Regions from separate parts of the Zea mays genome. Here region 1 is linked to region 2. A link is a contact called in public Hi-C data. All regions are on one chromosome and are shown on one strand. Each heading gives the region's core, a stretch centred on a gene start, on an enhancer-like site or on the middle of the called end of the contact. The rest is flanking DNA. Distances are from core to core; before and after follow the strand shown.

Evidence for each region. Hi-C and Micro-C count contacts between places; a contact is called where the count stands out from the background.
Region 1: a Hi-C map of ear shows a contact between it and region 2, with 2.8 times the contacts expected there. The contact joins the promoter of LOC100282734 here to the promoter of LOC100127528 in region 2. A contact is called at or near these places in 4 of 25 Hi-C or Micro-C datasets (ear, leaf, root tip and 1 more).

What each region holds. Positions count from the first base shown.
Region 1 is chr10:129,750,925-129,754,356 of Zm-B73-REFERENCE-NAM-5.0, reverse strand. LOC100282734 reads left to right here and starts at 1,885. Exons shown (of 8, transcript NM_001155640.2): 1 at 1,885-2,286; 2 at 2,450-2,590; 3 at 2,691-2,806; 4 at 3,124-3,215. The coding sequence starts at 2,097. LOC100274892 reads right to left here and starts at 189. Exons shown (of 1, transcript NM_001149150.1): 1 at 1-189.
Region 2 is chr10:129,433,705-129,437,355 of Zm-B73-REFERENCE-NAM-5.0, reverse strand. It overlaps LOC100127528 (ZCN19 protein), which reads right to left and starts at 1,864. Exons shown (of 4, transcript NM_001112785.1): 1 at 1,638-1,864. The coding sequence starts at 1,832.

The DNA of each region.
Region 1 (3,432 bases), core at 636-3,135, 320 kb before region 2:
CGCCTTCGCCTTTTCCTCCCCTTCCGCTGGACCTAGATGGACGAGGAGAGGGTAATGCGCCTGCACGGCGGCTGATTCTTCTCGGACCGCCGCCGCCGCCGCGGTCGTCGGCTGCAGGGGAGGCGAGAAGAACGGGAATTTCGGTGCCGTGCGGATGGGCGGCGTGACCTAGGATTGGGTTGCTTTGCTTTTCACGCTCCACAGCGTTTTGTTAGAGCAACTCCAATAGTTATGTAAATTTTAGCTCTCTAAATCACAGATTTAAGAAGTTGCTAAATAACTTTTAGAGTAAAAAAATGTGAGTTCTCCAATAGTTCTCTAAATATAGGTTGTAATTTTGTTTTGTATTTATCCACATAAAAAATAAGTCACAAAAACTATATAATGCAGTCAACATTTTTGTTTAGGGAGTTGTTAAATGGTTGCCAAATGTAGAGAGAAAATGAGGTTAGATGACAAGTTGTTAAATTTAGAAAGTTCATTTAGAGAACTGTTGGAGAATAATTTTCATGTTAATTACCTAAATTATTGATTTAGAAAGTCTTTTAGAGAACTACTGGAGTTGCTCTTAGGATATAGGAGGAGTTGCTGCTGCTCTTGGTCTTCCAGTCCAGTCTAGACTCCAGACTCCGCGGTTGCGTGCCGCGCGATAGGTCTCGTTTGGGCGATTGGGGCCGAACCGCGAAGCCTACCGGCCCATGTCAATATGGCCCACCACGCAAGGCCTAGCCAATTGGCAAACAAGTGTTTCTGCTTAATTTTTCGATTTACCTACCGTGCCAACCGTGGTCTCCGATGCCGATGCTTCCCCACAGGCCACAGCCACAGGCGATGCACAACCACCTCATCCATTTGGTAATCAAGTAGGCGATGGCACTACATGTTATTCATGTTTGCAAATTGCAACTTCGTTCAGTGTTCACCGTGATATTTCCTGCTTTCGTGACGCTTCGTCTACTTTGAAACCCTAATTTAATTTCTTAGAGCAACCTCGTCGGATCTGTTTTCCCCGTTTTTTTTTCTTAAAAGTTAATATAAAGAATTAAAATAACTTAAATTCAGAAATTCCATCTTTTTTTGTGGGACTAGTGATGCAACGTCAAGTAGTTACTCCATTCTAATTTATTTGTACGCCAGGTAATCCATACCCAAAATACGTAGATGTGCAAACGACGGGATATTTGGTATGGTTCAACATAGAGCCGGCCAAAGCACGGTCACGGCTCGCCGGCACCGAGCTAGGCACCAGCGTAGAGATGGCAATGGGTAAAAACCCGCTGGGTATTACTTGCCCAAACCCATACCCGCGAAGAAAAAATACGCCCGCCAAAAAACCCATACCCATGACGGGTATAAAATTTTGCCCAAACCCATACCCAGGCGGGTTTCGGGTACCCAACGGGTTTCCCATACCCACTAACATCAACATAAAAAATAATTCATCATGTAAATGACAATCAATACATTAATAAGCTAGCATAAAAGGAACAAGTGATAACTAATTTTAGCCTAAAATTTGTTACATGAAGTTTATTTCAATTAGAACATATTCAATTAATAATATTATGAGACATATTTATAAGAAATGTTGATTTTAAGGCGGGTTTTAAAAACCCACGGGTTTGCGGGTATGAGTAGTGGAAGAACAAACCCATGCCCACGTACCCATTGGGTTTCCATTTGAACCCATTAACAAACCCATGGGTAGAGAAATTGACCCAAACCCATATCCTAATAGAGCAAAAACCCACCGGGTTTCGGGTAGCGGGTACCCATTGCCATCTCTACACCAGCGCACCACACGCCGGCTCCCCTATTGAACAGCAAAACCGAGCATTAAAAAAACAAAAGCTTAAAAGTTTGGGCTGCTAAAGCCCATTGCGAGAGATCGCGATCACAAAGTGTCCATTCTCGTTTCGGTCGCAAACGGGTAAAGACCCACGGACAGGACAAGTTTGCAAAACCCCCCTCTTTGTGCTGTTTCTTCTCGCCGCCGCCGCCGCCGTCGTTGCCGCTAGCCGGCGTAGCTGATAGGAAACCTGACCACCTGAGCCTTCTGTAGACCAGCCTCAGCGCAACTCCCAACCACTTCTCTTATGGCGCTCCTCCTTCGCCGAGGCGTGGCCCTCGCCGCCCGCTCCTTCCGCGCCGCGGCCGCCTCCTCCGCTTCCACCACTGTGCACCGCCTCCCAGCCGGGGCGTCCCTTGCGGGCGCCGGGGAATTGGCTCCGGCGCAGCTCTTCTTCTTCGAGAACCGAAGAGGCTTCGCGAAGGGGAAGAAATCGAGTAAGTTGCGCGCCCGCATCCGCACCTCAGTGGAGTTAGATAATGTGGAATGGCACCCGGACCTCCTCGGAGAGTTGTGTGTTACTAGTACTCATTAGGTCATGGTTATGGAAGCATTGCCTTTGATGGACCAATCGCTTTTTATGTGTTTGTGCTTGTGTAGAGGATGATCGAGGTGACACTGTTCAAGCTGTTCCTGACATTGGGCCAACTGTCAAATCAGCTGCCACCGCACAAATGGACGCTGCAGTGATCGCACTGTCACGAGAGCTGAGCAAACTACGGACTGGAAGAGCTACACCTGGTAGCCTATATTGCTGCCTTTGCTATAATTTTCTTATTTTCCTTTTGTTGATCAGTGCAGTTTCTCCGGCTAATGATAAAAATTCATTTTTTTTCTGTAGGCATGCTTGACCATATCATGGTGGAGAATGCAGATGTTAAAGTTGCATTGAATCGCATTGCCGTTGTTTCTGTCCTGGACGCACATACCCTATCAGTGATGCCTTATGATCCTACTGTAAGAAGCATATCTTTCCTTAAATTCTACTAGCTGAAGCCGGTAGATTACATTGTCAAGTAGACACAGTTTTTGTATCAATAATTTGTTCCCCGGAGGATCAAGTCAAATTTCCTGAAAATCTGATACATGATACACAGAAGATATGTTTGGTGTTGTTTTCATCACAAGTTTCTGTTATAGGCCTAAACGCCAAATGCCATGTTAATGTGTTTGTTACCTGTTGCCTTGGACTAAAATAGCGTAACAATTTGAATTGTACTTGGGCTTCTGCTTTTAGCGTCCCTTCGACTCATTTTTAAGTTGTTGCTCTACAGTCCATGAAGTCGATCGAGCATGCTATTATCTCATCACCATTGGGCATTAATCCAACACCTGATGGGAATAGGATTATTGCAGCTATCCCTCCGTAAGTGTTTCCTTTGTTGTTGTTTGTTATTGTTTATCTGGTATTTCAATAGCTGGTATGTATGTATTGTTATGGTTTACCTTTAGCAGTGGTATCTACTTTCTAGACAATAATTTTTCAGGAACTAGCTTGCAAGGGCGAAATGATTTTTTTTACTTAACGACTTTTATAATATTATTACTGGTTCAAAGAGTTAATTGCATGGTGTACAAACTTG
Region 2 (3,651 bases), core at 615-3,114:
GGATATAACTTTGATTCTAGTCAGCACCATGTAGAAGATGAAGGTACAGGTGCCGATGCAATCAAACATACGGATGACAAGCCAATTTGTAGTGAGGGGCTGTGCTTTGGTGGGGGTGCTAGGGCTTAGGAGGGTCACCAACCTAGGGCCTAGGGCCATGCAGTGCCACTGACCTAGGATTGTGCTTGCCCTTGTGGCGTCGGACCCGCACTCGCCCGTGGCCGGCAAGGGCGGACCCAAAGGGGGGCAAAGTAGTCCATGCCCCCCTCATTTTTTATTAATCCTTTATATCTAATATTTATTTATTGTTAAGTATGAGAAAAGTTCTGGGTGGCCTAAACAGCTTTATCCTGGGCCTCCTCGTCAGATTGGTTCAACTCTGAAATCCTTCTAACTTTTGTCCTCCTCCTCGGCCTAGTCCTTGTATCTATCCGCCTGGCCCCATTCTTCCTGACACCGCTCGAGCTAGTCCATCCAGATGTCTCGTTCTCGACGTTGCTCGTCGCCCCCCTCTTCCTGACATGTGACACCGCCTGACCCTGACCCCTTTTCGGTGCTCCCGTCCTGCTCGTCGTCGTCGCGATGTCGGCCCGTCCGATAGACCAATCTCGCTCATCGCGACGATGCGACCCGATTTTTTACCAGAGATGTCACCTGACCCTGCCCCTTTCCCAACACCTCATCTTCAAGGTGATCGATATTTGACAAGGTAGGCACATCTTCGATTCAGTCAGCAAGAACTTAATGATATGTTTGTTTTTTTTTCATATAGTTTTTCTTATTTCACGATATGAAATTTGAATTTTATGCAACACTAGTTTAGTTTTTTACGGTCTTGTTTGACATCCTATGAGTTCTCGTCCTGCGTCCGCCACTAGCGACGGTCGAGGTGGTGGAGCATCTATGTGGAAACGAGGCAAGTGGATAATTTCGTAGACTTTGCCAACTTTATAGCTAGTGAAAACAGAGGGGGGTGGGGGGGCTATTGTGAATTTTGTGCTAGTTATCTTTATAACCAGCGAACTCCACAGCCAGTGAAAAGCAGGGGATGATGCTGTAATTTATTTTAGTAAGGGCCTGTTTGTTTCGGCTTATAGATTATATAATCTGGATTATAATCTAAATTATATAATTTAGATTATAATCTAAATATATTATAATCTATATGTAGTTGTTTGGTAGTTTAGATTATTTAAATGTAGATTATTCACAAAGACAACAATACCCTTATTTGTTTATTTGAGGTGAGAAAAGAAGGATGACATATATTGTAATTTCTATTTACATAACCATAGGTAGTGGGTATTTTGCCAAAATAATCTCAAATAAGCTACTCTTGAGGAGATTATGAGATTATCATAATCTGGGGTTTAGATTATATAATCTGAACCCATAATCTAGGTGTTTGTTTACCTACTAGATTATTTGCGCTGGATTATGTAATCTAGAGAGATTATAATCTGAAACAAATGGGCCTAAGTACCAAAAGCTGCTTTTAGTTGTGGCTTTAAGTGGAAGCCAACGCCTTTAGTTGACTTTTAATTTTTTTTTAAAACCAAAGCAGGTTGAAAAGCCAAACCAAAAAAGAAGAAGAAAGAATACTACTCAATGTAGTAATGAGCTAGCTATGGACTTACCAGAGTGTAAAGGTTGCTCATGTCGCGCCCACCAATTATTTCAACCCTCGGTTCATTTGCTACCTGCGATGGCTTGAGCTCAGACCCATTGGTCAGTTCCTTGTTGTTGTACAGAACCTTAAGCGAGGCTGCTTTAGTAAACGGGTCCAAAATGTCACCCACCACGTGTCCTACCACTAGTGGATCCCTTGACATGGTTAGGTTAGTCAAGAATGCTAAGTTTGAGGGTCGTGAGCCAAAAAAAAAAGGTTGCCTTGAGGAGTCTTCCTACAGGCCTAGTAAGCTCTAGAGAGAGAGAGAGAGAGAGAGAGAGAGAGAGAGAGAGAGAGAGAGAGAGAGAGAGAGCAAAGAAGCTAGCTGATTTGGCGTCAACTGTGAACTTGTTGAGTGCACTGATTGGTGCAGCAGGTACGTGTCCTATTTATACTTGCAACCTCAAGTGCTGAAAGGCATTCAGGGAGGCGTGTGCTCCAGATGCCCTTGGGAATCTCAGACTTTAAGATGCACGTATTTGTGCTGGTCGTCAACACTGCTGGACTGGACTGGACATACGTAGGCCTGTCCGGGCCAGCCCACTATCTGGGCCTTAACGGAAAGAAGAAGAAAAAAACAGGAGTGATGTCCATGGCAATTCCATACACACACACATGACACATCATCATCGATGAATAAAATCTGATGACTGTGATTCCCTATATCTGTAACTGTAACCCCTCCTGGACATGATATGCTCCCCTCCTGAAAAGTGGGCTGCCTTTTTGACTTGTCTATCAGATTGACACCTCATCTCCTTTCCTTTCCTTTCCTTGCAGCAGGAACATTCCCTCGTCACTCTTCCATCAATAAAAGTTCTACTAGGTGAGTGGAGAAAGTTGAGCCTGAATTCGCTAGCTAGTACTTGGTTGGTAACCATTCTTCTGCATGCCCGGGAAGAGGCTACTGACCATCTGTTTAACCTCCTCGCAGCAGGTTTTCACTTCCAACTTTAGGACTGATTTAGGGTGTGTTTGGTTACAATGACAGAATGAGACGGGGTGAGACGATTATTTAATTAAGGTTGTTTGGTTTAGAGTCAATGGTTGGGATAAAACTATCCCAGTGTTGTCTCTAATTATCCATCAAAATTGCAGGGACAAGAGAGGACACCAAAGGACATCTCTGTCCTGGTTGTTCCGCAGCCAAACGCAGACCAGAGATCACAATGGGATCCATGGGGAAGAAATTCCTTTATGGCTAGTTTGAGAACTACATTTTCCCAAGGGAAAATAAACTAATTTCCTTTGAAAAATAAAAATTCCATGAGAAAACGGGTTCCTAAGCTAGCCCTTACTATTTAAAATTGAATAACAAGAGGATTCATCACATGGATCCCTAATCACCAAATCAGCGCCCTCAGGAACTCCTGATCATAGTTCTACTCTAGTGTTACTGTAACGAAGATTGCCTTTCTCATTGGTGGTGGAAGGCAAGACATGGAAGAAGTTCCTCAAGCGAAACATTATTTCGTGGGAATATTTTTTCTTGACTTCAACGATTAAAAAAAAACAGAGAGAGAGAGAGAGGCGGTGGGAGATTTTCTTGACACTTGTTCATATTGTCCTGTCCCAGCATAACGATTTCTTTCTTCGCTTTTACTAGGATAGATGCTTGGGAAGCAGATTAGTGGTACAGCTGTGTGGCTTATTTCGGCGCCTGCCGACATCTAGAACTCAGAATCGAGTCTTGTTCATCCTCCCAGGATTATAATATATAGCGCCGCTGCTTAGATAACGATGATGGTGTATAATTGTGTTTTTTTGTCCTTATACTATTTTGGTATGTCTATTGATATCATATCCGTGTAAATCTTCCTATCTAACACATATCGCTCCAGAGCTGTTCCTGCCTCTCTTTTTTTTCCTTTGCCACGAGAAATCTGGCTTACGGGGAAAAGCTGTTCCTAGGCCTGTTTGGTTGGCTTCTTCCCGTAGCCTGGCTGCATGAGCCAGGCGAGTGGAAACCTGACTTTAGAGAT